Linked DNA regions of Sus scrofa: all the other regions are linked to region 1. A link is a contact called in public Hi-C and promoter capture Hi-C data. All regions are on one chromosome and are shown on one strand. The core of a region is the stretch at or near the end of the contact, and the rest is flanking DNA. Distances in the headings are between cores, read along the strand shown. Region 1 holds the start of UBE2K (ubiquitin conjugating enzyme E2 K). Region 2 holds the start of RFC1 (replication factor C subunit 1). Region 3 holds the start of PDS5A (a long non-coding RNA gene). Region 4 overlaps LIAS (lipoic acid synthetase).

What was found. Promoter capture Hi-C pulls out the DNA fragments that hold promoters and counts their contacts. Hi-C and Micro-C count contacts between places; a contact is called where the count stands out from the background.
Region 2: a Hi-C map of skeletal muscle shows a contact between it and region 1, with 5 times the contacts expected there. The contact joins the promoter of RFC1 here to the promoter of UBE2K in region 1. A contact is called at or near these places in 2 of 47 Hi-C or Micro-C datasets (heart right ventricle and skeletal muscle).
Region 3: a promoter capture Hi-C map of fetal liver shows a contact between it and region 1, with 5 times the contacts expected there. The contact joins the promoter of PDS5A here to the promoter of UBE2K in region 1. A contact is called at or near these places in 5 of 5 promoter capture datasets (fetal liver, fetal skeletal muscle, liver and 1 more), 27 of 47 Hi-C or Micro-C datasets (adipose tissue, alveolar macrophages, blood and 13 more) and 2 of 2 datasets of contacts at active chromatin or transcription factors (alveolar macrophages and skeletal muscle).
Region 4: a promoter capture Hi-C map of fetal skeletal muscle shows a contact between it and region 1, with 2.5 times the contacts expected there. The contact joins the enhancer-like site here to the promoter of UBE2K in region 1. A contact is called at or near these places in 3 of 5 promoter capture datasets (fetal liver, fetal skeletal muscle and liver), 5 of 47 Hi-C or Micro-C datasets (embryonic fibroblasts, mesenchymal stem cells, omental adipose tissue and 1 more) and 1 of 2 datasets of contacts at active chromatin or transcription factors (skeletal muscle).

The regions. Positions count from the first base shown.
Region 1 is chr8:30,883,468-30,891,167 of Sscrofa11.1, forward strand. UBE2K (ubiquitin conjugating enzyme E2 K) reads left to right here and starts at 4,527. Exons shown (of 7, transcript NM_001078671.1): 1 at 4,527-4,589. The coding sequence starts at 4,527.
Region 2 is chr8:30,631,808-30,639,507 of Sscrofa11.1, forward strand. RFC1 (replication factor C subunit 1) reads right to left here and starts at 4,125. Exons shown (of 25, transcript XM_005666588.3): 1 at 3,935-4,125. The coding sequence starts at 3,937.
Region 3 is chr8:31,130,535-31,138,234 of Sscrofa11.1, forward strand. It overlaps PDS5A (a long non-coding RNA gene), which reads right to left and starts at 3,797. Exons shown (of 33, transcript XR_002346613.1): 1 at 3,360-3,797; 2 at 2,304-2,481.
Region 4 is chr8:30,715,914-30,723,613 of Sscrofa11.1, forward strand. LIAS (lipoic acid synthetase) reads left to right here. Exons shown (of 11, transcript NM_001243462.1): 11 at 749-1,090. The coding sequence ends at 801. Among named protein-coding and RNA genes, the nearest start is that of LIAS, 20 kb to the left of the region's middle. Within about 2 kb of position 3,393, at least 2 of the 83 cell types and tissues checked have an H3K27ac peak or open chromatin away from gene starts, as enhancers often do. A contact at or near this core is called in fetal skeletal muscle, where this site is marked.

The DNA.
Region 1 (7,700 bases), core at 3,277-5,776:
TTCAGTGACAATACCAACCAGATCCTTAACATGCTGTACCACAAGAGAACTCCATCCTTTGGTCTGGACTGATACTTGAATGGATGTTTTACTCATGCATGATTTTGTAACATCATATATTGGTTATTTGGAAACTACTGGCTCACTAATTTATGCAGATCTTCCAGATGTTGACACACTTCGCTGTATAATTTCTAGCAATCACATTTTTTAAAGTATTACCTAATTTAATCACAAAGGCCTTTATCGGAGTTCCCGTCGTGGCGCAGTGGTTAACGAATCCGACTAGGAACCATGAGGTTGCGGGTTCGGTCCCTGCCCTTGCTCAGTGGGTTAAGGATCCAGTGTTGCCGTGAGCTGTGGTGTAGGTTGCAGACACAGCTCGGATCCTGCGTTGCTGTGGCTCTGGCGTAGGCCAGTGGCTACAGCTCCTATTCAACCCCTAGCCTGGGAACCTCCATATGCCGCGGGAGCGGCCCAAGAAATAGCAAAAAGACAAAAAAAAAAAAAAACCCAAAAAAAACCAAAGGCCTTTATGCATATTGGGAAGCTATCGAGTCACAGTGTAAGCTATGTTTTCTAAAACTCTAATGTTCAGTTGAAATCTTGAATTCTATCATTTTCAACAAATTCTGCCAGTGGTTTTCCTTGAACTGATAGGCTTACCGTGTTCATTTTTGATGAAATGCCTGCCAAATATCCAATTCTTAATAAACATAGTTTGTCTCAATCATTATTTCAAGTAAAAATGGTGTTCTATGAAGAAAGTGGTGAAGTTCAGCTTGCAACTAACCATGTACTTTCATATACAGAAGTGCTTTATGTATCTTTTCCATGTATTATACAGACTATTAAGACATGTACTTGAAAGTCGAGGTATAATAAAATAATTTTTACTGCTTCATTGAAGACATTCTAAAGTGAAGCTGGCATTTTAAAATAGTGTATGGCATTAATAAAATTATTACTAGTATAGTAATTTGTTTTGTCCACTATTGCTTTTACATCATTAGTGCATATGTCAACAGAATAGAAAGGCAAGTAATGTCTTTTTTTTTGTGCTTTTTAGGGCCACACCTGTGGCATATGGAAGTTCACAGGGTAGGGGTCAAATTGGAGCTGCAGCTGCCAGCCTACACTACAGCCACAGCAACACAGGATCCCAGCTAAGTCAGTGACCCACACCACAGCTCACAGCAACGCCAGATCCTTGACCCACTGAGCGATGCCAGGAATCAAACCTGAATCCTCGTAGATATTAGTTGGATTCATTTCTGCTACGCCACAACAGGAACTCCCTATTTTTTTCCTCATTCACTGATAGGCCTCCATGGCTTAGATCATGTCTTGCACATAGTAGACACTCAATAATTATTTGTTTAATTATTTCATAAAGTAATCACTCAGAACTAGATCATAGTAGTGAAGAACTTATATTCTGCATTACTGGAAACTCATTTTTAAAAATTTAATTTTGAATAGGTAAAATATACAATAGGATACATGTTGAAAAGTCTCCCACTTTGCCTTCCCCGAGGAACTTAAGTTGCCTTCTTAGAGATAATCACTGTTGTCGGTTTCTGATGTATTTTTCCAATGATATTTTAAGGATTCACAAGCACATACGCAAGCATATTCCTTTCTTCCTTCACAAATATGTTGGTACGCTACACACAATATGGACTGAACAGTGATTTTTTAAAGTAAAGTTTTTCCTTTGGAATAATTTTGGATTTACAGAGAAGTTTCAGAGAATTTGAATATTCTTTATTCATTTCTAAGGTCAGCATCTTACCTAAACAGTACCCTGTCAAAACTAAGGAATTAACATTGCTACAATACTATAAACTAAATTACAGAATTTATTCAGATTTTAATAGTTATGTCCTTTTGGTTCTAGGGTCCAATCCAGGATATCACATTGCTTTTAGCACAATGCTCTTTTTCCCTTAAAATGTATTTTGAGGATTGTCTCCTATCAGTCAGTATGAGGTTGCCTCATAAAATGTAAAAATGCACTGAAAGTGGAATTTCAGGGCCAGTGACTACATGCATTTAAAAATCATCAGGAGTTCCCGTCGTGGCGCAGTGGTTAACGAATCCGACTAGGAACCATGAGGTTGCGGGTTCGGTCCCTGCCCTTGCTCAGTGGGTTAACAAGCCAGCGTTGCCGTGAGCTGTGGTGTAGGTCGCAGACGCAGCTCGGATCCCGTGTTGCTGTGGCTCTGGCGTGGGCCGGTGGCTACAGCTCCGATTCAACCCCTAGCCTGGGAACCTCCATATGCCCCGGAGTGGCTCAAAGAAATAGCAAAAAAGACCAAAATAAATAAATAAATAAATAAAAATTATCAAACATCTCTTCCCCAAAGAAGTTAGCATACCCATCTAACCAGTCCACTTGTGATTTGAGTGTTGTAAATTTCTTTAAAGTTCCAAGATTAACATTGGGGACTGAATGAAGGTGATAAGCATAAGGTATTCAAAAATTTTTCACACTTCAAAATAATTATTTTTAATGTGCCGGCATAAATACACATAGCATTGCACGATTTATGCATTCATTATACCAGTAATTCATTGTGCCACGACCCACATGTATAGTTGGTTCCTCTTAGAACCACTAGGGGGCTCTGCTGGAAGGGTTTTACAGCTTATGTTAGTCCCTTCAGGGAAATTTTCCCAGATGTTTTAGAATAATGAACTCTTAAAACTTGAGAGAGATCATCTTATCCAGCTTCCTTATTCTGCAAAATAGGAAACCAAGGTTGGCCAAGAGAGCTGAAATGGAGGAGAGCTGGAATTAAAAATCCCTTCTTGGTTCCCGTGGCAGTAGTTCAATAAGTTCATTTTTGCCAAGTGCCTCCGTGAGTGGTTCACTCCAAGTGCTTACTTTCTTTTTCAGTGCCACAATTTCAGTAATTTTTGCTGAGACGGTGATTTCGTGATATTCTTCTAATAGGATACTTTACTGATTGGTTAAAGTATCCTATTAGAAACATAGTGAAAGAAGTGACTTTAATATAACTTCTAAATAAACATAATTACTTATTACAAAATGTTTTCTATTCAAAGCACCTCTCAGCATCAAAACCATATTACCTAGGAGTTCCTTTGTGCTGCAGTGGGTTAAGGGTCTGGCCTTGTCACTGCAGCGGCTTGGGTCACAGTTATGTCGAGGGTTCGATCTCTGGTCCAGGAACTTACAAATGCCGCAGGCTCGGCCAAAAGAAAAAAACACTCAAAACCCCCCCAAATCCACAACCATATTACTTATTGGAAACTTTAGCAACCGCTTTCAAATTTACTTTCCATTTAAAACATTTTAGTCTTATCGTTACTCATTTATTCATTCAATATTTATTAAGGGCCTTAATAGGCACCAGGCACAGTTGTAGATCCTAGGTTTAAGTAAGTAAAGCTGCCCTTCTCGCCCAAGAAACATCTACTACTCCATTTTTCACTTTAATATATAAACTATTTTCACATGTTCAGTGGTTCCCACTGTGTGGCTCCAGAAGCAGCGGCAGGAGCAGCTGCATCTGGGAACTTGTTACAAATGCAAATTATTAGGCCCACCCTATACTCTAGGAATGGGGCCCAGCAATCCGTTTTCTTTTTATTTTTTAACAAGTTATTCAGGGATCCTAATGTACATTCGAGTTCCAAAACTATGGTTTTAGTTCCAGGGCTTGGTATTAATTACCTAAGCAGGTCAAAGATCAACACCTGGCTTCTAAATTCCATGGAGTACTGGTCTCAAATAAAATTGATGAGACCCATACTTAACTTTATAATTTGTTGTACCTGTTAAGATCCTGGAATGATCGTAGTAATAGCAGCACCGTAAGAGCTTCATAACAAAAATGAACCTCAGTGCATTTGCCGGGCCTACACCAAGAAAAAATAGGCCAGACTGAATTCCAGGACAGTGTTTTCAGACACTAAACACAGGCAGGCACACTAAGCCTGTGGGTTCTGGGTCTGGCTGAGTCAGGGCGGCGCTCCAAACCGAGTGGAGCCGCGTGAACCCGTCAGGCTGGACTCGAACCTTCGGTTACAGGCCACGGTCTGGAAGCCTGGACCATACACCTGGTTCGAAGAGGGGCAGAGACGCCTGAGAGGACCGAGGAGGCCGGGGCAGCGCTGACCAGCGCGGAAGCCGCACCCTCCAGGCCTCAGACGCCGGCAGGGCGGAGCCACGCGGCCGCAGCTCGGGCAGAGACGCGCGGCGCGGGGCGGCGCGGCGCGGGTTCGCAGCTGAGGCGTATGGGGCTACAACGGGAGCGGCTGCGCCGCCCGGTCAGGTCAGCGTCGTGCGCAGGCGCGGACCTGGCGCCATTTTGGTGGCCGGGCGCGGAGGTGATTCCACACTGAGGAGAGCGCGGCGGCCGGAGTGGCAGTGGCAGCGTTCGTGTGCTCTGGTGTGAATCGCCGAGGGAGGAGGCGGTGGAGGAAGAGGTGGCGGCGGTGGCGGTGGTCGTAGCGGTGGCGGAGGAGGCGGGTACGAATCAGCTGCGGGCGGAGACATGGCCAACATCGCGGTGCAGCGAATCAAGCGGGAGTTCAAGGAGGTGCTGAAGAGCGAGGAGGTCAGAAATGAACTCCCGAACGTCCCCCACCTCAGCCCATGGCGGGAGGGTCCTTCCACTGGCGTCCCCAATATCCCTAGTAACGCCCGAGTGGCCCTCTTTGCGGCCGCCCTTCTGCCTGTGGGGAAGCAGCAGTCTCCCCCTCCTTCCGCCGCCTTCCCCTCCCCTTCCAGGGCCCTGGGATGGACGGTCTCGCGGGCGGGTGATCTGGAGAGGAATCAGATTGGGGGGGGCAGATGGAGAAGGGGGCGCTTAGACGCGGGGTGTGAGCTCTTGAAAGAGCCCCTAGATAGTGGCAACAGCTGGAAGTGTGGTTGTAGGGTGGGGAGTGAGCAGGCCGAGCCTGAGAAAACCCGGGAAGTAGGTTGGGGGAAGGGGAAAGGTGGTAACTGGATCCCGAGAGCTGCGCTGCTCAAAGGCCCTCACTTTTAAGGGTATTCTGGGTTGTAGCCGATCTGGCCGCCGCTGTCCTTTCCTTAGGGAAGGAGCGATGAGAGTTCCTAGGTATTGATGAAAGAAGGCCGTTCAGAGTTACTCCCTTTTAGTTGGGTGTTGGAAGAGAGAGCAAGACATAATGGGGTACTGTCTATATTGTTTAAGTGGGGGATAAGGGCATTGCCACTTGAGATAGGAAATTAATTCCATGTTAGAGAATTATCTCATTTCCACTTACCCCCAAATCCTAGGCCTCTTTTTTGTAGGCACCTAAAGCTTTTTGACTAGGTAAAGGCAGGTTGTTTGGTGTGTTAAAGACATTTAAATATTTATAGCTGGGATTAGGACATATAATGGAGTGTATGAGTAGCTTATTTTAAAATGTTTACAAGTTACAGATCAGAGTCTGTTTTAAGACATTGCCTCTGTGACACTGCTGTGTTGTGCCATGAAACTTCATTATGATGTCCCTCATAGTTAACTTGATTCTTACTATTGAAAAACAGTGCTATTAAAAAAAACATGAGGTTTCAGCAGATTAATACATTGTTATATCTCCTTATTAAACATGACATTTCAGCAGATTAATAAATACATTGTTATATCTCCTTATCCCAACATCTATCTGAAAGGATTAAAAAGTTTTTTTGTCTCAAGCTCCTCTTGAGTCCTGTAGAACACTCTAGTGTTGGCCACATTTATTAATATGTTTTAAATGTTTTAGTAATTTAGTAATTTGACTCAATTATGAATCAGTGTAATTTTTCATACCCAAATCAACGAGAATGCTAGGTTGTTTTTCCTTGTTGGATTCAACAAAGAAAGATTGAGCATATTGAATGGTTATTTTCAAAATATCACACACCATTATTGAAAGTATCATTACTATATGTGTTTTTCTCTTATATCAATACTTTGACGAGCTCAGTGATTTGTGAAATTTAGCATTCTAAGTATGTGATGAATTCTGGATATAAGTCTGATAGCACTTGAACTATATTTGTGCCACCGAGTCTTTCCAATTAGACTTGCAGAAAATTCTTTAAAATTACTAAAAAATGCCAAACACCAGCAGATTTATTGAATGTAATAGTTATGTGAGTAATAATTGGTTTTACCGAGCATGTGTATGAACTCTGACCTCTGTATTTGTTCAGGTGCCAAAACTCTGAATGGAAGGATGACTTTGTATTTTTGTGGTACATTGTAGAAATAGAGTCATAAATGCTTGTACTGACAATACAATGAAACAATGATTCTAAATTCTTGTTTAATAAGAAAATATATTCCAGGATAGTTGACATATATATTCCTAATAGAAGATTGCGGGTAATATTGCTAGTAGCCTAAAACATTTCTCTAATATGGTTGTACAAGCCTGAAATATAAGATTTTAACGCTTTATTTTCTGTTACTTAAAAGTGGTAAGTACTGTTCTCGTAATTCATATGATCTGATTGCATATTGTGAGGTGACTTTTCACAATATTCTTAGTACTTAAATTGAAGCTTAAAAGAAATCTTGTATTGCTTTAGTAATGCATATTGTTAAAATTACATGTAAGGGATGATGAAATCTTGCTGTCAAGTAAGTGTTTCAGAGGAAGAAAGTAGAAAATACAAACATTTTATTTTTTTAACAAGAGTGCCTTTATAAATCTGAAAGGAAACATCTTCCAGAAAGTAAGTTGCAAAGAACATTTAGAAAAGGGTCAGGTAATTTAATTTTGGAATATAACCAATAAATAGTTTTATTTTCACCAATATTTTATTTCATTGATATTTTAATAAGCCCAGTTCTATAATTGGATTATATTATTTTCAACTCATTGAAGAACTTATAATACAGTCCATGTATTTCTTTTTTAATGTATGTAAAGGCAATATTTGAATGGCTTGTCAGATAGTCAAGTATTTCCTCATGTCACCTATGTAAATCTTCATTTTACTAAAGTTTATTTCATATGGTTGTGCTTACTAGGAATGGTTTAAGGACTCCTCTCCAACCCCGCGCCTTTTTAAGTGCCTTTGTGAAAAGATAACTGACATTTGCTGAATTCTGGCTCTAAGAAGTTGTAAGTGGCCATTCTTGGAGTGTGTTGTTAAAATATAGCCTCCCAGATCAGTGTGAAAAGCACAGTGCAGAATAGTGGGAGGAGGCCACCATTTCTGGGGAGATACGTGTATTTGTTTGTATAGGTGAAAGGATTAATGAGAAATTGGTAGTGTTGATTGCTTCTGGGTGGGGGACTTGGGTGTCCCGGGCAACTGGCATCAGAAGATCCCTCTTAGGAGTTCCTCTGTGGCTCAGCAGGTTAAGGATCCAGCATTGTCACTGCAGTGGCTGGATTGCTGCTGTGGCATGGGTTCAGTCCCTGGCCCAGGAACTTCTGCATGCCACAGGTGTGGCCAAAAAAAAAAAAAAAAAAGATCCTGGAGTTCCTTTTGTGGCTCATCAGAACCGAATCTGACGAGCATCCCTGAAGATGCAGGTTCGATCCTTGGCCTCGCTCAGTGGGTTAAGGATCTGGCATTGCCATCAGCTGTGGTGTAGGATCCCAGGCTCTGATCTGGTGTTGCTGTGGCTGTGATGTAGGCCGGTAACTGTAGCTCTCATTTGACCCCTAGCCTGGGAACTTCCATATGCTTCAGGTATGGGACTAAAACGACCGAAAAA
Region 2 (7,700 bases), core at 2,875-5,374, 250 kb before region 1:
TCTATAAAAGAAGCACAAATCTTCTTGTCTCTGGATTAGGTAAGAGTTTCTTGGATATGACACCAAAAGCTCTGAGGAAGCGATGACTGACATTTGAATAAGACAGGTTATTCCAAGGAAAGGAAATAGCAAAAATAAAAGCCAAGAGAGAACCAGCTTAACACACTCAAAAGACAGACAGATGAGATCAGAAAGGTAGGAGAAGCCTTATGGCAAAAGCCACATTACAAACAGGTGACCGGAGTTCCCATCGTGGCTCAGTGGTTGTCAAACCCAACCAGCATCCATGAGGACTCGAGTTCAATCCCTGGCCTCACGCAGTGGGTTAAGGATCTGGCATTGCTATGAGCTGTGGTGTAGGTCACGGACGCAGCTCAGATCCCACCTTGCTCTGGCTGTGGCATAGGCTGGCGGCTGCAGCTCCAATTGGACCCCTCGCCTGGGAACCTCCATGTGCCACTGGTGTGGCCCTAAAAGACAAAAAAATAATAATAAAAAGTAAAAAAATAAATAAATAAAAGGGTGACCACACTGCTTCAGGGGAGCATTCACGCAGTAAATGACAATGTGAAGGGGGCAATGAGTCAATTTAGATGTATTCAGACTCTCAACAGCTCTTCAAAAAAAACCTATCCCTTAAGTCTCGTGTGTGTTTAATTCAATCTTATGCATATTTTCAATAAATAAACATGCTAGCCAATAAATTATATGTGCTGGCTTCTTTAAAATGGCATTTCTCAAATTTTATTCACATTTTGAGCAAATAATTAAATCTTCATAGCAATGCAAATCATTTACATGGCCATTTTTTTATTCTAAGTTCATTCCAATTACTTTAATAGCCAATATATTCACATGACCCAAAAATTCAAAAAGGTAAAATGTCTCCCTCCTATCCTGCCGCTCAGATTCACATTTCCCATCTTAGGAAGCAACAAATGTTAGCAGTTAGTTCTTTATGGATCTTTCGTATCTTCAAACAAATATGCATATTCTTTTTTTTTTTTTTTTTTTTTTTTGGCTGCACCTGCACCATGTGAAACTTCTGAAGCCAGGGATCAAACCTGTACCACAGCAGCAACCCAAGACACAGCAGTGACAATGCCAGATCCTTAACCTGCTAAGCCACAAGGAAACTCCCAAATATGCAGAGAATCTTTTCTACATATTGTTGTGCATCTTCTTTTTTCACTTACTTATCTTGGCAATTGTTTCATATCATGGCATAAAGTTTTCTCTTTTTTGGTGGGGGGTTTCTCTTTTGTCTTCTTAGGGCTGCATCTGAGGCACATGGAGGTTCCCAGGCTAGGGATCTAATCGGAGCTGTCACCAGATCCGAGCTGCATTTGCGACCTATACCACAGCTCACGGCAACATCGGATCCTTAACCCACTGAGTGAGGCCAGGGATCGAACCCACAACCTCATGGTTCCTGGTCAGAATCATTTCCGCTACGCCACGATGGGAACTCCAAAGTTTTCTTTTTAATGGCTGCATAGCATTCCATTTTGTGGATATAGTATTTTATTCCTTTATCAATAACTTTAATTGGAAAAGATGTGAGAAAAAGATGTAGCTCCCAGGGCAAGAGTTGCTAACTTTGATCTATGGAAGGGCTTCAGAAGATATGTGAATCCCCTAAACAGTGTGTATGAGTCCACATGTACTCTGTGGGCAGAAAACTTGCACACTATTCACCAGATTATCAAACGGAGCTATGACTCAAACAAAAGTTAAGAACTACTGTACAAGATAACTTGTATAAAGGTGTTCAATAAACATATGCTAAACAGAATTTGGGTCTAGGTTTCTGCTAATTTGTGTACTAGAGACAGAAGAACTAAATTAAATACCAATATAATCCAAAACTCTTAAGTACCTTACAGAAACTTTTCCCTTTAGAAACAGTAAAGCAGACCCATTTGACTCCCACTTCTTTTCCGAGAAGGGCTTTATTTTTCATCTGCACCATGAACAGGAGTACTAAGAAGGGAAAGAATCAATTGAAAATACCCAAATGGGAGTTCCTGTTGTGGCTCAGCAGAAACGAACCCAATATCCATGAGGATGTGGGTTCGATCCCCGGCCCCACTCAGTAGGTTAGGGATCCGGCATGCCCCCAAGCTGCGGTGTAGGTCACAGACACAGCTCCCATCCAGTGTTGCTGTCGTGGTGGCGTAGGCCTGCAGCTGTAGCTCTGATTTGACCCCCAGTCTAGGAACTTCTAAATGCCACACCTGCGGCCCTAAAAAAATATATATATATATTTATATATATATACTCAAATAACCAAAAGTTGACTCTAAACTGTTGTTCTCAGAGGCATCTTGTTTTTTCCAGAGGTATCTCTGCTGCCCCTTAAACTCTCTGTAATGTTCCATAGAGTCCTTCCTGAGAAAATTACATCATTGGCCACAGAGCTGTATATTGCCTACCTCATGCCAGGCACAAGAACAGAAGCTTTACATTAATTATCTTGTTTAATCCTCAAAACAGTCATTTAAGGCAGCTATATTTTCCTCCCTTTTACAGGTAAGGAAACAACAGGATTTAAAAGGTTAAAAAGTTAAGGTATTCACTTGTTCAAAACCACTTAAGCATTAAATGGTAGAGCAAGACTAAAACATCACCTCACTCTCACCTTCAAGACTCCAAAACTCATAAACTTTCCACAACACCATAGTGCCTGAAGTCCAAAATGTAATTATGATCATTTTAGGGAGGTAGTATAATCTAACAGAAAAACCAAGGTTGTAATCCTAGTTCAATCATTTATTACTTCTATCACAAATTGAACTCTAAACGCTTCCTTTACCATCTGTAACACTGGATTGCTGTGAGGTTTAAATGAGAAAAGGTATGTAAAGTAAAGGGCTCACATATTGACCTGAAGAAGACACCTGTTACAAAGTAGCTATTATTATCTTATCCTTCTTTGAGAAGAAATAAAAAAGGGCTGTAAGGTTTCCCAATTTGGCATAAAATTACACACACACACATACAGCCCATAACAATGACATTATAAGAAATAAGCTGAAAAACTACTGAAAAAATTATATCTGATTATTAGGTAGATTCTGACTTAATGGACCATCATAAATTGACCTTTAAAATAAAATACTTCAAACACACACCTGTATCTATTGCCATTCCAGTATGAACATGTTTGGAAGGCTGCATAATTATTTCACTATTTAAACACCGAGGGGTGTTTTGGGGGTTTTTAATTTTTTATTAAAGAATAGTTGGTTTAAAATGGTGTGTTAGTGAGGGTTTTTTTTAAGAGTATTGTTAACATCAGATGCTAAGTGATGACAGCCGTCAAATGCAGTACAGCTGTTTCTACTAGCTGTTTTCTTTTCTCCGGGGAAACCGTGTTATCCCTTTGATTTCTGCGAACTCCTCCAAACAAAATAAAACATCCTCCTGATGCCCTTGATCTCAAAAGAGCTCTGTGATGAGCGTTTCACCGAGCTGTTAATGACGAAAGTCGAAGGCCCGAGACAACTTATTCATTAGAAAGGAAAGTTTGTAACATTCTTCTCCTTCGTAACCCAAAACTTGGAATTAACGCTTTAGGCAGGACTCAAACCAAGGTCCGAGGCAACGCTAAACAGGAAAAGCAACTTAACCGCTGAGCCCTCAAAATCACCTTTATTACTCCCTTCCTCCCTTCCCCCAAGAATGGAAAAAAGTTAAACTGACGCGCAGCACCACGAGCCCTGCGCGCCGGCTGCGGCCGGGAGCTGAAGCCGCGGTCCAAGGAAAGGCGTGAGACCCGTGCCAAGTTTGTGGCCCCTTCCCTGCCTTCGCACTCCTCCGGAGCCTCGCATCACGATCCTCCCCAATCCTCCATGCCACTAGTGCCCGGTCCACACCCAACCTGCAAACTCTCCCCAACCCCCGAGCCGTACAGCCTCCCACGGGGGCTCACCATCACAGCCCACGGACGAAGGCGCTGGCGTGCAGGCTGGCCGGCTGGGGAATCCGTTACCGGAGCTCGGGATCCATTGGCGCCAACAACTTCTCCCGCGAAGTGGAAGGAGGTCGAGGCAGCGGCGCCCGGTGATGACGTCAGGAGGCGCGCAGCGTCCTCTCGGGCCAGGCCGGGGGCGGGAGGCAGGCGTAGCTACGTGGGCCCAGGTGCCGCCCCTGAGGCCGGCTGGGCCAGCGCGCTCCGGAACCCAGATCCACTCTCAGATTTGCGCCTTCGGCTTTTGGCCGCGGCGGTCAGATCGCGAAGTTACGAGATTGATTACCTCGGAAGGCGGGCAGATCCTCCGGGTTACCCATCTGGAAGGATGCATGCCCTCCTTAGTAGCTTTAAAATGTTTCTATTACCAGCCGCAGTAAGATGCTGATTTTAGATGTACGTTCACATATTAATTTTAATATCTATTCTGGAATAAGAATTCCACCAAACAGTATTTACCTTTTTTTTTTTTTTTTTTTTTTAGTGTTTGAGCAACTAAATTTGGTTTTTCGCCTACTTATAAGTTTTGAAAACTACCTTTAGGACAGTTTTATGTGTGTAATTCCAAAGCGAAAGAGACTAGTAAAGTAGGTATTACCACCCACTCCACTTTATATGAAAAATGTAAGGCTCAAACAAGCTGTGGGGCCTAGCTGGGCTTCTAGGCGTTCAGATTCCCAAACCTGCGCTGCTGAGTCCCTCAAAGGGGTGTATGTGTGAAGCTAAGGCATCAACAAGGTACATCTCCATAGAACAATGATGCTGAAAACTTTGGAGTAAACAAGTTTTATATTAATAGATAAGCAATTGAATTGTGGAACAGAATGTTGCATTTGCATTCAATTTTAAGTGAATATGTGAAACCTTAGGAGTGCAATGGGCAGAGCAATATCTCCAGTTTTGGCCCTGGACTTTCAAATCCTTATCCACCCACCCGCCCACCTCTTGTTCTCTCCTGCATTTTATCACACCCATATTTCTACTATGAAAGATACCAGAGCCTTCTGAAATACAGAAGCTAAGCATGGAGCACTCATATGTATTAAACAAACACCATAATATGTGCTAAGAATGTGGCTATGGACTGTCCCAGTCTTACTCATCTAATACCCACAATAATACTGGCTGCTGTTGTTATCCGCTATTTACAAAGGAGTAAAGGGATACTGGGGAACAGGGCCGCATTGCATGGGACCCTCTGAAGCCAATATGCTAGACGGTAAGCAAGTTAATATGCCTCAGTTTCCTCAACTGTAAAATAAGATAATAGTACTATGTTCTTCATTGGGTTATTATGAAACTGTTCCTGGCACACAGCTGATAGTAATCTTTTTTATTTAAGTCAGCTGTTATCACTATTATTTTTATATGAGGCTAAGTATTATCAAGGCAGATAATTCCAAAAATGAATTTATCTACTCCATAATTTTGCTTAGGGAAATACTTGATTGGGAAGGAGGGAGTCATTAGTCATTAGATCTTTGAGAAATCAATAAAAACTATGAACCTATCTCCCAGAAAAATGTACACAGCAGACACATCATATAAAGAACCTTAAGAACCTAAACCAATTTACAATGTTCATTGTGTTGTCAGTAAGCGAATAAGATGTATATTAAAAGGTTTGCGTATCTTTTACATTATACTACTTTAAACTTTTGCATTTGTTTTTTAGTATTTTGAAGCCTTCCTTGAATTTAGGTGAGACTTAAGTCAGAAGACTGTAATTTCCAGAAAGATACTGAACTGAATTTGTTGGATTGTTTTCTTTAGGAACATTTACTTGGACATTATCTCAGAAATGTAGCAGATGAGGAGATCTCTCCTGGCGCAGCTGGTTAAGGATCCCGTGTTGTCACTGCAGCAGCTTGAGTCACTCCTCTGGCACCAGTTCAATCCCTGGCCCAGGAACTTCCCTCTATCATCAGTGCAGCCAAAAAAGGAAAAAGAAAATGTACAGAATTAAAAACGGTGTATAGGAGCTCCCATTGTGGATCAGCAATAATGAACCTGACTAGTATCCATGAGGACGTGGTTTCGATACCTGGCCCTGATCAGTGGGTTAAGCATTGCTGTGAGCTGTGGTATAGGCTGGCAGCTGCAACTCCAATTAGATCCCTAGCCTGGGACCTTCCATATGCTGTGGGTGAGGCCCTAAAAAGACAAAAAATAAAAATAAAAATAGCCATACATGTTTTGACACTCCTCCCAAATATGGGCTGGCCTGTGACTGGTTTGAGCAAAGAATATGGTGGAAATGATGCTATGGTGGCCCCAAATGTAAACTTTAAGAGGACTAGCAGCTCCTGTCTTGGACTCTGGAGCCCTGAGCCACCACATAAAACAGAAGGGGCCAGCCAAGTACAGGCTTACAGCCATCTCTACCAGGAACCAAGCTTGTAAGTAAAACAATCTTGGACCCACCATACCAGCTGCTGGTGGAATTCCACTAAGTGACCCCAGGCACCACTACATAGAACAGGAAAATCACCTAGTCAAGGTTTGCCTAAATTCTCTGACCCAAAGTACTAAAAATGATAATAAAATTATTTTATTATTTAAAAACATATAATAAAATGTTTATAAAATAAAATGTTATGTTTATTTAAAATATAATGAAATTATTGTTTTTTTAAGGTACTAAGTTTGGAGGTAGCTTGTTTAAAGTAATAGATAACCAGAACAGAAATAGTTTAAAGAACCCAAAGGGTAACCAAGAAATAAGCATGAATGGAATATTTATGCTTATTTTCTCCACTGTGGTGATTTTTTATTGCTGTATCATTCAACAAATATTTATTGAGCATCTACTGTGTGTTGGCACTTTTTATGTGCATGCTGGGAAACCATAGTATACAAGACTGATGGTCCCAGCTTCCTAGAGTTTATATTTTTGAAGAAAAGAGAAAAGTAAGTAAGTAGACAAAAATAAATTCTGTACTTTAAGAATGAGTGCTATAAAGGCTTTATAAGATTTTAAACCAAAAGATTGCTATGATTCTATCGTTATACTTTGTATTTTATGGTCAAAAAGATGAAAAAAAAGATGATATTACTGTGTGTTTTGTGGCAAAACGTGATACTCAGTTTTCCATGGAGAAATGTAAAGGGTGCAAGAAAAGATTACCAAATATGTTTTTTTTTTTTTTTTTGTCTGTAGGGGAGTAACAGTTAATCTTCTTTCTGTTAAATGTGTATCTACGTAATAACTGCATCTGGATTTTATTCCAAACAGGGCATTATTCTATAATAGTGTCTAGTTTGAATTTATTCCAGGGAAAAGACCAGCCTGTGTGCACCTCGCATCTCTATGTGGCCTTCCTTCAACAGTTAAGAATAAAAAGATAATAGGTTGCTATGTCTCAGTATTAACTGAAAGACTGCAATAATGCAAAGCCAGGAAATTGAGGATACACAAACAAAATTGAGGATATAACAAACTAGGCCTATGGATTTTAGATAGTTTTTTAGAAAGGCCTAAAAAGTCATTTATCAGTGATGTAAAACATTAGCTAACAAAGATTCCTTGCATGTTTTTTGTTTTTGTTTTTCTGTCTCTTTGCCTTTTCTAGGGCTGCTCCCTCGGCATATGGAGGTTCCCAGGCTAGGGGTCTAATCAGAGCCGTAGCCAGAGGCCTATGCCAGAGCCACAGCCACAGCAACATGGGATCCGAGCCGTGTCTGCAACCTACTCCACAGCTCACGGCAATGCCCCATCGTTAACCCT
Region 3 (7,700 bases), core at 2,547-5,046, 250 kb after region 1:
CCTGGCTCTGCCACTAACCTGTCCTATCACTGATCTTGGTAAATGTTACTCAGCTACTTTGGGTCTAACGTTTGTTATCTGTGAAATAAAAGGAGTTCCGAGAATTTTTTTTTTTTTTTCTTTTCAGGGCTGCACTCATGGCATATGGAGGTTCCCAGGCTAGGGGTCGAATCGGAACTACAGCTGCCGGCCTACACCACAGCCACAGCAATGCCAGATCTGAGCCATGTCTGAGACCTACACCACAGCTTACGGCAATGCCGGATCCTTAACCCACTGAGCAAGGCCAGGGATTGAACCTGCAACCTCATGGTTCCTAGTCGGATTCCTGAGCCACGACGGCAAATCTGAGTTTCCAGAATTTCTTTTAGGATCCTTCTAACTCTAAAATTATGCTTCTACTGTAAAAGTACTTGTTCCATTCTTGAAAACCGAAAAGAATGAACCAAACATCTCTCAATTCCACTGACCAAGATTTTACTTGCCTTTAAGCCCTCTTCGTATTTCTACAGCATTTGAACATTGTTGCTGTAACAGTAATAAACTACTGAATTTTTAAAATCTACCCAAAAAGAAGGGTCTAATAAACACAAAAATTATCAGAAACACAGTTTAAATATTGTTTAAAATCTATACTTCCAATGAGATAGTGATACTTTAACTAAACATGGATCCCTAAAAAGTACAAAGTCAAAATCGATTTAAAAAGGCAGGAGGAAGACAAAGTAATAAGAGTTCCTGAGAAAAGCAAAATTTTAGCAATAGAACATTCAAATTAGTTAATACGTATGCCAAATTCAACTTCCAAAAAAAGTCATAACAAATGGATATTCTAAACATATGCTCGTTCTATACTTGTGTGTCCATTTATTGTTAACAATATTTCTGATATTTAATCTATTTTCAAATGGAAGACGTACACGTAGTTATAACTTTTTAAAATCAGATTATCCATCACTAGAATTCAAGATTTTAATATTCTTAACATGAAAACAATAAAAATGAAAAGACCTATAAATTTTTTACTTAGCTTTATATTTTACAATTCATATTTCGACATCTCAAAACACTCAATATAACCTTAAGAAGCCATCAATAGGTACCTCACTTTATGTACAAGATTTAATAGAAAGCCCTAGTGCCCTATTCTTTCCAAAGGGGCAACAAATTACAGAATCCCAATTTGTTTTTAAAAAGTTAACTGTAGGAATACTCTAATTACTCACAACATTGTAAACATTTACTAGGCACTATACTAAATTCTAAGAGCAAAGTGGCAAGATTATTCCCTGAAAAACCTTTCACCAATTGCCCAAGGTAGAAACATTGTCAACATTGTTTATTCCCTCACCTCCCACCAAGTCTGACTGATTTTTAACTCTGAAATGTCTCTTGGATCATCCACTATCTCTATTCCCACTTCAAGAATAGCCCAACTTCAAGATTTCAACATCTATTCACCTAGACTACTGTTAAGAGTTCTTTAACTAGACTCCTTATCTCCAGCCTTGCCCTGTTCCAATCTAGCTCCAATGGTGAAAACTAAAATGTCTTCAGCATTTCCAAATGTCCCCTGGGGGTCAAAGATGCCTGCATCAGGTTGATCCTTCAATAAGAATAACAGTTTGTAAGGCTGTGGCCACAATCTATGCTCATGCAACAGAAAGCAAAAAAATTAACTTACATAAGGCTAAAACTTACAACGTTGACCTTAGGACCACCATTGCTTAAATTAAATAAACTGACTCCTTATAAAAAGAGATGCTAACGCTTTCTCTTAAAAACCCTTTGAATGTGTGGGCATTAATCATCACCTTACTTCCAGACTGAATTTTGAAAAGTCAGTACTTCTGTCAAAGTTTAAGCATACTATATACATATTTAAGCTTCTGGATATTAGAAAAATTTTAAAGTGCCTTTTGTGCTTAAATCGGTACCCTCAGAAGTTAATGAAAACCTTCCTAGGTAAATCACTGCCTACTTTTAAGTTGCAAGCTACTTTGAATAGTAGTCATAAATATTTCCAGGAAAAACTTTAAAAACTGTAAGAACTCTTATACTTGAAAAACGGTAAGATTAAAAAAGGTCACACACACACACCCGTTAATTTCCCATCATGCTTATGCCCCTAACAGAAATTATTCAAAGATACAGCCAAGATAGAACAATACTTTTCGCAGGGCGTAAAAGAGAAGACATAAAATACGTAAAAAGCATGGTAGGTGAAACTCTGAAAGGCCAGGCCTTGCAGAGCAGTAACACCACAGGCGGCTCAAGTGTGACCATTCCATCCCAAAGCTTACCTTCAGTCGTTTGATCATTTCGTCGGTGGTAATCTTGTCGGTGATCTCCTTTACCCCCGGAGGGTAAGCGATCTTCCCATCGGCACTCACGACGCCACAGAGGGCTGTGGCAGGCTTGGGCTGCGCGGTGAAGTCCATCCTGGGGGACAACTTTTCTTTCACAGTCCTCTACCGGCCTCTATCGGTCAGAAAACAAAAGTTCAGCGGGAAAGGGGCGACTTTGTAACCTCTTTTTTCATTTCAAAAATCTCTAATCTGCAAAGGGCCTTTTCTCCCGGGAGGCCGGGGACTCGGCGGCGGCCCCGCCACCCGCTCCTTCCCGGGGCCTGAACCTTGGCGGCCGCCGCGCCGCCCCCACCCACCCGGGCCCCGCCAACCCCGGGCTCCCGGGGATCCCTGGCACCGGCGGCCGCGGCCGCGGGAAGCGCCGAGCACCGCCAGGAGTTTCCCATTCCGCCGTTCACAATGAAATCCACCCCCGTGCATCGAGGTCCGAAGTTTGGCGGCCTTGAGAGCGTGCCGAGGCCTCCAAGGCCCCCGCTCGGTCAGAGACGAGCCTCGAGTCCCCGCCCGGCCGGTCCCCTCCGGGGAAGGAGACGCGAGGCCTATAGGGCTCGGCTTAGGCCGCAAAACTAGGGACCCAACCGGACCCGCACGCAACGGCGGCTCCTGGGAACGAACGCCCTCGCCGGGCCGAGCTCCGGGACCCCCGGCGTCCCCGCCACGCTCCCACCCCTCCCGGGTCCCGCTCCCCCCACCCCCACTGCCGGAGGGGAAAACAAGCCGCCCTCCACCCCGAACCCCAAGGCAGGAAGCGGCTGACGCGGCTCCGCACTTCACATTTTGTTCCTTCAACTTCGGCTGAGGGACCCTGGCGTCTTCTCTCGCCCCCGGCCACTCGGCACCGTCCGAAGCCGCCAAGGCCTTACCGGCAGCTCCGGGCAGCCCCGCCGGGCCTTGGTCCCGCGGCTCCCCCCCACCCCCCCGCTCCGGTCTCCCCTTCCGTCCCCTCCCTCCACCAGCCGAGGGCGGGAGCCCAGCCGCCGCCGCCTTTACCTCCTCCTCATGCGGGCGGAAGGTGCATCGAGCGCCCGGGCCTCTGTCAGGTGGTTGCGCCGCCGCCCCTCTTCGGGCTGCACACAAAGCGGCTCCGCGGGTCCCGCCGCCGCCGCCGCCGCCCGCCCCGGAGCGGCGCTGGGGCTGGCGGTGCCGAGGAGGAGCAGTCGCCGCGGGGGGAGACGCGGGGCGAGTGTGCGCTGGGCGGGGAGACACTGCCGCTCTCCGTCTGGCCGAGGAAGAGCAGCCTCGGAGAAGGCTCTTCTGGGAGCGTGTGCGCGGGTGTCCGCCCCGGACCCCCACGGCCCACCCGCGCGCCCCTCGCGCCGGCCGGGTCCGCCGACCCGGACCCGGACGCCCCTTGCAGCGGCGCGCGCCCGGCCGTCGGTGCTCCTGGCAGCCGGCGCCTCGCGCACAGTGGCCGGTCACGCGAGCTGTGCGAGAGCACGCGAGAGCAGGGCGCGCGCCTCGCTCCCTCCCCTTCCTCCGCCGGCCCGAGCCTCCGCCTCCCTCGGGCCCGAAGCGGCCGCGCGCGAGGCAGACAGCGCCACCATCCGGTTGGCGCCAAGACCTGCCGCGCCGAGCGCCTCGGGGAGCACCCGGCCCAGAAGCGAGCAGGGGAGGAGCCCGGGTGGCGGGAAGCGAACGCGGCCCCAGCGGCCCTCAGAGGGCACGCAGGACGAACAGAACTTTGCATTATGCCTCGGAGATGGGTTCCGACTTTTAGGGGTCATCCTGAGGGACGTGGAGGGAAATGGTTGAAAAACGGTTAACTACTGAATGAAAATGAATTGATTTCCTCCCTAGGGACGGAAGATCTGCAAACTAAGGAAAAGTTTTGCAACATGGCACGAGGGACGTGGTCATGATCCAGTGGGCTGCTCATTCTTGTGCCTTCTGACAGCCACCAGAGTTTGCCCTCCCCTCTTTAGATATCTAAAATTAGTATTTTGAAAGCTGCAAAATATACAAATAACTCTGAGTCGAGCAGTCCTCAAAGAATGGTCTGAAAGGTAGGTTTCTGGACTCCACTCCAAACTCTGAGACTGGAATCCAGAAATAAGAATGTTTATAAATTAGATGGATATTTCTTGTTAATATATGAACTCAAAGAATACCTTTTTCCTTCAGCCAAAGGAAAACCCAATGCAGTGGTGTTTGAGCAGTTTAATGTAAAATTTGAAGCAGATGAACCTCAGGAGCACGTAGGTAATTTCCAAAGATGAAGTTGTAAAAAGAACACATAATACGAAATAGCATACAGCTCCCTGACCACTACCATAGTTTACAGTGAAATGCATTTAAATTGTTCATTTAAATTATTCTTGATGGATATCTATTGGTCTTTTCTATATCCTTTGCTTGATCTTAACAATATCGTAGGTACAGCCATCACTGAATATTTTTCAGGTATTACACAAAGGAGCAAACATCTTGGAATCTAACACACCACGGTTGCTGATTTGCTAGAACTCTGCCCTAAAGTCACTACTCATGGATTAAGGATCTGGCATTGTCGCTGCAGTGACCCTGCAGCACAGGTTTAATCCCTAGCCTGGGAATTTTCACATGCCACAGGGACAGCCAAAAAAAAGCTCCCCCAAACCCCACAAAAGTCAGTGCTTTATTCCTGGGCATTTAGAGTAGCAGGCAAAAGCTATTTAAGATCATCTTCATCCCAACTATTAAACTGACCAAAACCTACACTCTTTACAGTAGAAAATTGACAGAACACTGTAAACCAATTATAATGGGAAAAAAAACAAAAATCATTTAAAAAACCCTACACTCTTTGTAGTCTCTTTCTCTCAACTTGTGATTTTTTAAAAATCCATCACATTTAAATAACTATGATGCTTTTTTTATTCTTGCTCTAAATAATTTACCCATTATTAAACTGGTTTTGTATATACTCATAGATTTTAATTTTATACAACCTATTAATTACTTTGTTAATACTGTTTGATTTTATAAACACTCAAAAGCCTCAAAAGCCCTAAAGATTATAACACATAAATACATTGAATTTATATAATTCTAAATTCATTCTAGATTAATTCCATTCTTAATTCTAAAATTCCTGTTTTTACGTAAATATTTGTTTCCACTTAGTAAATGAGAAGAGAACATTCTTTTGTGCAACAGTTATTTAAAGACGGCCTACTGTTAGAGTTCCCTCTGTGGCACAGCAGAAACAAATCTAACTAGGAACCATGAGGTTTCAGGTTCAATCACTGGCCTCTCTCAGTGGGTTAAGGATCCGGTGTTGCCATGAGCTGTGGTGTAGGTTGAAGACTCTATTTGGATCCTGCTTTACTGTGGCTGTGGCGTAGGCTGGCATCTGTAGCTCCAATTTGACCCCTAGCCTGGGAAACTCCATATGCCACAAGTGTGGCCCTAAAAAGCAAAGAAGAAAAGAAAGATGGCCCACTGTACAAGTCACTGTTTAGGATACTGAGAAAAAAAAAAAATCAATGGTAGGGGAATCCTCTTGTGGCACAACAGGCTAAAGATCCAGCATTGTCGCTGCAGTGGCTCACCCAGGTTGCTGTTACCTAGATGCCATCCCTGGCCCAGGCCTTGGCCCTGGAACTTCCACATGCAGCATGGGCCAGGCCAAAAAAAAAAAAAAAAAAAAAAAACAGAGTTCTGGGGGCACAAAAATCCTACCTGTTGTGGTAGAGTTTAATTTGTTTGGGGGGAGATAGGCAAAAAATAATAATGATAATAATAAAGTAGAGGAGAGAAGGGATGCAGATCACAGATAAGCTTTTAGGTCTTTGGCCTTTGGAAAGACGTTGGCATGTACTCAGAGATTTTGGGAGTATTTTAAAAAAAGAAGTGACATTATATGATTTATGTTCTATGAGCTAGGCAACCATGGACAAATTACTTAATCTTTCTGTGCCTCATTTTCCTTATCTGTAAATCAAGGATAATAGTTTCTATATCAGAGAGCCTTTATGAGGCATAAATTAGTTGATTTTGTAAAGTGCCTAGAATTTTAACTGGTACATACTAAGCTCTACATGATTTCTAAAATATATGTAAAATGAAGGAATCACTCTAGCTGCTGGGTTGAAAATAATGTAGAGATACAAATAGAGTAGTAGGGTTACCAAGTATAAGATGATGGCAAAAATCCCAAGGAAGGAATTCTGTTGTGGCACAGTGGGTTAAGGATCCAGTGTTGTCACTGCAGTGGCTCAGGTTCAATCCCTGACCCAGAAACATCCATGTGCCATGGGTGTGGCAAAAAAAAAAAAAAAAAAATCCCAAGAAAAGATGATAATAGGGATTGGGTAATAACAGTGAAAATGATGAAAAACTGTATTAAAAGAAGAGTCAAGAAAGCAAAATTTTAGACCGTGGTTTTAACCAGAGGGATGAAGTTACTACTAACTGGGATAGGGAGGACTATGCTTGAAACAGATTTAGAGTCAGGTTGTCTTTTAGAATCTAAGCTATTTAAAAGTTAATTTGACAGTTATGGAGCTCCTGCAATGGACAAGGCAGTGTACTAGGCACCGGGGAAATATTTAGAAAACAAAAAGATAGGATCAGAGTCCGATGGAGCAAACAGAGACATGCAATGAATCATGATTCAAGGTAAGGCAGTGATATGTTTTGTAATAGAGATTTATTTATTTATTTATTTATTTGCTATTTCTTTGGGCCGCTCCCGTGGCATGTGGAGATTCCCAGGCTAGGGGTCGAATTGGAGCTGTAGCCACCAGCCTACACCAGAGCCACAGCAACACAGGATCATTAATCCACTGGCCAGGGCAGGGACTGAACCCGCGACCTCATGGTTTCTAGTCAGATTCATTAACCACTGCGCCATGATGGGAACTCCTGTAATAGAGATTTAAATGATATCGTCGGGAAGCCTAGGAAAGGGGTGCCATGAGCGCTTCCCGAAGGAAGGGGCATTTTGAGGCTGGGCCTTGGAGGATGACTTGTTGCAGTGAGTAGTTTTGGGGAGAGCAATAGCTAATAGAGATAACCACAAGGTGAAAAGAGGCCTGGAGGTAATTAAGTGCAATTTCTTTTTGAGGAAAAGACTTCGGTCTTCGATTCTCGTTGTGGTTTAGCAGGTTAAGAACCTAACAGAGTGTCCATGAGGGTGTGGGTTTGATCATGGGCCGACTCAGTTTAAGGACCCAGTGTTGTTACGACTATGGCATAGGCTGGCAGCTGTAACTCTGATTCAATCCCTAGCCCAGGAACTTCCATATGCCACAGGTGTGGCCAAAAAAAAAGGGGGAAAAAAAGAGTTTAGTGTGATTAGAGCAATTATTGCATAAAAGAGTGGCTTGACTATTTTTTTTTTAAAAAGGA
Region 4 (7,700 bases), core at 2,143-4,642, 170 kb before region 1:
TTGTGTACAGATATAATCATTGTAATTCTACTCATCTTAATATAAGATGACAGAGAAGTTCTTCAGACTCCTCATAAGCCCGGCCTGCAGTACTGAGCTCTGCCAATAAGCTTTGAGCTGTGCTGTAACAGTGATAAACTAAATGGAACCCTAACGACCTGAAAATGAAAGGGCCTCCTCTAAGCAGCTAACTTAGTGCATAGGCACATCTTAGGGGGTGGAGAAAGCAGGCCCATTATAAATGAAGAGCTCTTGCTTCCCTTGAGGGGAATAAGCTAAAGAGATTCCATCAAATGAATCTATTCAACTGCAACGAGGTCTGTTTTATAAACATTAAATCCAGGCTAATAATGTAGCAGAATTGCTCTCTGAAATGAGTCGTGCCAACAGCAATATTTTGTCAGTGGTGGGGAATAGTGCACATAAAGTGGAGTAAATGCACAGAAACAGCCCACAGTACAGTGGGGTCACCCTTTGTAATACTGAGTGACTAGAATGAATAGTAGTGGAAGTTGCAGTGATTTAAAAACAATTTTATTAAATTACTTAATAATAATTCATCATTATGTTTGAGGAAAAGACAAAGATATGGGGGATATGTGAGGTTAGAAAATTATTGCCACTGAGATTTGAAAAGAGAGAAACAGCAGTAAATACAAAAGTCTTCTTTAAAGGGAAACCCTGAGGTATAATTATTCTGAAACTTCCTTTAAATTGTTATTAATATATTTTTATTTTTCCTAAATAGGTGAATTTTTCCTGAAAAATCTAGTGGCTAAAAGAAAAACAAAAGCCCTCTAATATTCAACAAGACATTCAAGATCACAGGAATTTTAAACATTTGACTGCAGTTGGTAACAGAAGTGATGGCAGAATGCCTAGACTTCAGTGGGCATATCCCAGTCTTTTTGTTTTAAGAAAAAGGTCAATAAGCTGTGCATATTTAATTGTAGTAATTTGTCTTTTAGCATATCGTCTTTGTCCCAATAAATAATTGCTTGTTATGTATGATATATTCATAAAACTTCTTTGTAGGAGTTTACTGTTAACAGTATAATTTTAAAAACACATTAAAAACTTCTAGAAAATCTTTTAAGTCTCTGTTACTGTACATCATGTTTCATTTCTGAAAAGGAACGTATTGTGATGAAGCAGGGTAGGTTGAGATTATAATCTGTTCACTTAAAAGAAGCATATGTCCCTTGCATAATAGTATAGCATCATTGGAATAATTTAGAAAGGCATAAGAGTTTCATTGTTGACTCTTCACGTTGATACGACTACTTTAGACCAGCAAAGGAATTAGCTTTCATTTTAAGTAGTTTGCTACATCATATGCATTGCCCATTATTCATTTTATTCCTCACACCATTCTGATGAGGTAGTTGTGTTCTATGATAAAAATGACCTGAAGGAGGAATTTTTATCCTAAGTACCAGAACTCAGATTCTTCTTTGGCTCTGAATCCTATTTTCAGAGGAAGTAGTTAGGGGGCAATGTTATAAAATATGTAATGTGTATAGCCAGTCTGTTTTGAAGTTTTCAATATATGAACTAATAATTTTTTATAAAATGCGTAACTGTGATGGACGTAGTGCTGCAGGTTAAGGATCTAGCATTGTCAGTGCTGTGGCTCTGGTTGCTGCTCTGGCATGAGTTCAGTCCCTGGCCTAGGAACTTCCACATGCTACAGGCACAGCTCAAAAAAATTTTTCTTGGCTACCACCTTTTTTTTTTCTTTTTTTTTTTGTCTTTTTGCCATTTCTTGGGCCGCTCCTTCGGCACATGGAGGTTTCCAGGCTAGGGGTCTAATTGGAGCCGTAGCTGCCGGCCTACACCAGAGCCACAGCAACGCAGGATCCGAGCCATGTCTGTGACTTACACCACAGCTCACGGCAACGCCAGATCCTTAACCCACTGAGCAAGGGCAGGGATCGAACCCGCAACCTCATGGTTCCTAGTCGGATTCATTAACCGCTGCACCACAACGGGAACTCCTGACTATCACATTTTAATTTTCTAAAGTTCTTCTCTGATTATTCTTTTTTCATTAGCATCCTGTTCTTGTTTCTTAGCTGGTTTTTCTGTTTTTCTCTGTGAAGATGATTAGTGTTGTGAAGTTGTTCTCTGCATTGAGGATTGTCCCTGTTTTCTTCTTTGTTTTGGTCTCTATCTTGTGTTAAAGGCTCCTCTTCACCTCCTTGGCTGTACCACAGACCTGCTAAGTCATGAGCCACCATAGAGCTGTTTGGAAGCTGGGGTTGGGCAAGCTCTGTAATTGATAGAGCTTCACTGTAACATGTTTGGAAGTTGAGCTAGATTTCTCACCTAGTGATTCCCAAAGACCAGGATTATCTCTCTGTAATCATTTAGGGTTTGGGAGTTCCTGTTGTGGCTCAGCGGAAAAGAATCCAACTAGTATCCATGAGGATGTGGGTTCCATCCCTGGCCTTGCTTGTGTGTTAAGGATCTGGCGTTGCCATGAGCTGTGGTGTAGGTTGCAGCGCAGCTTGGATTCTAAGTTGCTGTGGCTGTGGTGTAGGCCAGCAGCTACAGCTCCGATTCGACCCCTAGCCTGGGAACCTCCATATGCTGCGGGTGTAGCCCTAACAAGCAAAAAATAAAAAATAAAGCCGTTCAGAGTTTCAAAGTAATAATTACAATCCCCAGGTCTCCGGCTTTGAGGATTATAACTTTGGCTGCTGGTTTACTTGAGCCAGATGAGTAAAAGTAAGTAGAATAAGTGAGTGTGGGTCTCCCTGTTCAAATATGCACACTGCTACCTTGTTTCCAGCTGGCGTCTCACTAACACCCTCTCCCAGGCTGAAACTTTCTGATTCTGTTCCTCCTGAAAACATCCGATGAGAGAAAGGGGTGGGAAAGGAGGTTTCTTGCTGTTTGATAGAAAAGAGAGACTCGGATGCATTCACCTCTTCCTTGTACAGGCTTCTGTTGAGGTCCCGTTTTTTCAGCCCCACACCTTAGCTCCACTTTTTGTGGTATGTGGTGCCTTTAATTCTTGAGATCTAAGGGGCCAGTTACCTACACTTAGAAGCCAGTCCCTTATGTAGACTGTCGTTTCTGCTTGCTCACCTTTCAGTTGTTTAGCTTCCTATTGCTTTCCACCTTCTGTCTACTCATTCCTCCTTTCCCATTCCTTGTCCTTGTCTGTGTATAGCTTTCTTGTTCCTTTACTGCCGTTTTAGTAAAGTTTCAGGAAAGAATGAAAAATGTGCATGTGTTTAATTCACTTATAACCAAAACTCCAGACAGTCTTTTGATTTGCTGGCTATGCTTTAGGACAAACTTGCAGACAGCTGGTGTTGGACTTAAGAATGCAGAAGGCTTTGTTCTGGTGCAGAATAGTAGTCATTGCTGTCATTCTTCCCAAACAGTGGAATCAATTTCTTTAGAGCGGAACCCTCCTCCCTCTGCCCTCAACTGCCTTCCCCTCACCCCCATCCTGGGTATAAATGCCAGGCTGGCTGCCTGGCATTGTGATTCAAGAGATGGATGAGATGAGAAGGTTGACTGTTCAAGTTAAAGACCTACAGTTAAGGCCCTGGCATGTGCCCCTTTCTCTCCCTTCTCCTTTGGGAGCCTCTGCTGTTCTGCTGTGCAGTGCCTCCTCCTCTGGCTCTCACACCAGTATTCCAGGAAACTGCTCTTGAGGCAGTATATATCTATCCATTCAGTGCTTTCCAGAAATTTCTTTGAATTTCTTGCCCACCAATGCGTCCCTTCCATTAGCTTTGTTTTATTGGATTATGCGTTTTCTCCTGTTACTGTAATTTTAGTGAGGTTCTCAGAAGAGTGAGGATATAAACATGTCCTCAATCTGCTATGTTGACCAATTACTCTTTGTTGTCTTTTTTTTTTTTTTTTCTTTTTAGGGCCACACCCACAGCATATGGAGGTTCCCAGGCCAGAGGTCCAATCGGAGCTACAGCTGCCAGCCTACACCACAAGCCACAGCAAAGCAGGATCTGAGCTGTGTCTGGGACCTACATCACAGCTCATGGCAATGCCGGATCCTTAACCCACTGAGCGATGCCAGGGATAGAATTGAATTGGCAACCTCATGATTCCTCCTAGTCAGATTCGTTTCTGCTCCACTGTGCCACAATGGGAACTTCTTTGCTGTCTTTTTAATAGTAACTTTGTAGAGAGTTTTGCATATTTACTGTAATCATCTGTGTGTATATGTACTCATGTTTATATTTAAATCAATTATTTGCTGAATCTCTGAAGCACTTCTATAGAGATGTCTGGGACCATAGTTTGAAAATCACTTGTACAAACAAATAACATTTTTCACTTTACAATTCTATGTTTGTCATTATGTAGGCTTGGTCTTTAGTGTTGCGGAAACTAATATCCCTGGTAGTTTTCCTAAGTGTAATATTATTAATTAAAATACGTCACCTACTACTGTTTCCTAAACTCTAGTCATTCATTAAAAAAAAAAAAAAACATCATTTTTTTTGCTCTATCTGGATGGGAACTACTTTATTATATACTAATTTTTTTTAACAATTGAATCTCTGAAAGTTAAATCTCTTTAAAATTAAATTGTTAAAATGGATTTTGAATGGTGCTGGATTTTGTTCAGCACATTTAATTAATTAATTTTTTAATTAATTTATTTGCCATAGCTATGGCATGCAGAAGTTTCCAGGCCCAGGATTGAACCCATGCCACGGCATTGATAGCACTGAATCCTTAACCGCTAGGCCACCATGGAGCTCCCTAAAATGAACTTTTGTATCTCCACCATAATGGAAAATTAGCAAAAATAGTAATGAAAATGTGGATTTTATGTATGAGGCAGAGTCTTCTAGTTGTTCCCAATTCCAATAACCCTCCTACAATATCCTGCTAAAAATTATATCTCTCAGACTACTCTGCAGCTGGTTATGGATAAGTTTGGACCACCAATATGTAAGTAGAAATGATTGCTGCTACTTCTGAATGTGCTGTTAAAGGGTGGGTCCCACCTTGCCCCTCTCTTCCCCCTTCCCTGCTGCCTAGAATAAGAACCTGATGCTGAAGCTGGAGCAGCCGTCTTAAACCTTGAGATAGGAGACTTGTGTCATGGGTGGCAGACCCTAGGTAAAGAAGCCTGAACCTGATGACTGTGCAAGTTCTCTGCCAGCCCTGGACCACCGACCTGGACTTCTGTGTAAGAAATACATTCTGTTGTCTTTAAGACACTACTAATTTTGAGTCTCTGCTCTAACTTGCTCTAACAAGTTTATACACTAATATATTTTATAAGTGATGTTTAACGCTTTTTTTTTTGTCACATCTGGGGCATGTGGAAATTTCTAGGCCAGGGATGGAACCATGCCACAGCAGTGAGCTGAGCTGCTGCAGTGACAGTGCCAGATCCTTAATCCACTGTGCCACAAGGGAACTCCAATGCCTTTAAAATAAATGTCTAACTATTAAAATTAAGAATTAAGAAGTGGGTGGTGGGGCAAAAATAAATAAATAAAAATTTAGAAGACCATATATTCACCTAAAATAATCTCCCATGTTGCTGGTGGTGTATTGTAAATACAGATCTACAATGAACAATCTCGGAGTTCCCATTGTGGCTCAGTGGTTAACGAATCCAACTAGGAACCATGAGGTTGTGGGTTCGATCCGTGGCCTTGCTCGGTGGGTTAAGGATCCGGCATTGCCGTGAGCTGTGGTGTAGGTCGCGCAGACATGGCTTGGATCCCGAGTTGCTGTGGCTCTGGCGTAGGCCAGCAGCTACAGCTCCAGTTAGACCCCAGCCTGGGAACATCCATATGCCATGGGAGCGGCCCTAGAAAATGCAAAAAGACCAAAATAAATAAATAAATAAATACAATGAACAATCTCTTAGTATTCAGGAAAAAGGAAGGGAGCTTTGTAAGTATTATTTTGCAAAGCTGGCACTAAATATATATTTCTGCCGGGTTATGATCTAAAACTTGGATACAGTGTCAGCATATCAGTAAACTAGACGGTGACATCTAGTTTGGGACACAAGCTCTGGAAAGGTGGGATGAGTCACTAAAGTAACATGATTAATATCTTTTTTTTTTCTTATTCTTCTTTCGAGGGCCACACCTGTGGCATATGGAAGTTCCTGGGTTAGGGGTTCGATGGGAGCTACAGCTGCTGGCCTAAGCCACAGCCACTGCAGTGCAGGATCCAAGCCACATCTGCAACCTATGCCACAGCTTGCAGCAACACCAGATCCTTAACCCCCTGAGCGAGGCCAGAGATCGAACCCATATCCTTATGGATATTAGTTGGGTTCTTAACCCACTGAACCACAATGGGAACTCCCAAAATTTTTTTTGAAGTATGGTTGACTTACAATGTTGTGATCATTTTTGCTGTACAACAAAGCAATTCAGTTATACGTATTTCACATGTCCATTCTTTTTCAGATTCTTTTCCTATATAGATTATAACAGACCATTGGATAGAGTTCACTGTGCTATACAGCAGGTTCCTGTTGGTCAGTCTTTCCATATACCACAGTATGCATATACCAGTCCCAAACCCCCAGTCCATCTCTCCCCCTCCCCAACCTGTCCCCTTTGGTAACTGTAAGTTTGCCATCAGTCTATGAGTCTGTTTCTGTTCTGCAATAATTTTATTTGTATCCTTTTTTAAGATTCTACATATAAGTGATATCACATGATGTTTGTTTTTTACTAACTTCACCTAGACTGATAATCTCTAAGTCCATTCACGTTGCTGCAAATAGCATTATTTCATTCTTTTTTATGGCTGAGTAATATTCAGTTCTGTACATGTACCATATCTTCTTTATACAGCATGTATATGGATCTTGTTTTCGTATCCATTCAGCCAGTCTGTGTCTTTTGGTTGGAGCATTTAGTCCATTTACATTTAAGGTAATTATTGGTAAGTGTTCTTATTGCCATTTTGTTAATTGTTTTGGATTTTGTTTTGTTGGTCTTTTTTCTTTTATTCTTTTGTGGTTTGATGACTCTTTAGTGTTGTGTTTTTTTGGGGTTTTTTTGGTGGTTTTTTTAGTGTTGTGCTTTTTCTTATTTGAGAGTGTATCCTTTGTAGATTTTTGGTTTGCCGTTACTATGAGATTTTGATATAGAAATATGTGTATATATTTCTATATCAAAGATTGTTGGTCTTTTAATAGTAAATGCAAGATTGTTTTAAGTTGTTGGTCTCTTAATAGTAAATGCATCTCCAGCATCCTGTATTTGTACCTCTTTTTATGATTGCTGATTTTGATATATTGGTGGGTGACTTCCTACCTTAACTATTTGTTTGCCTTTACCAGTGAGCCTTCTCATTTGTAATTTTTCTTGTCTCTAATTGTAGCCTTTTCTTTTCCTCCTAGAGAATTTTGTCTAGTATTTGTTGTAAAGCTGGTTTGGTGGTGTTGAATTCTCTAGCTTGTCTGTAAAACTTTTGATTTCTCCTTTAAGAGCCTCGTCGGGTAGAGTATTCTTGGTTGTAGGTTTTTTTCATCATTTTATGTATATCATGCCAATCCCTTCTGCCCTGCAGTTTCTGCTGAAAAATCAGCTGATACCTTTATTGGGGTTCCCTTATATGTTATTTGTTACTTTTCCAACTGCTTTCAATATTTTTTGTCTGTAATACTGGTCGGTTTGATTAATATATGTTTCAGGGTATTCCCTCTTGGGTTTATTCTATATGGTATT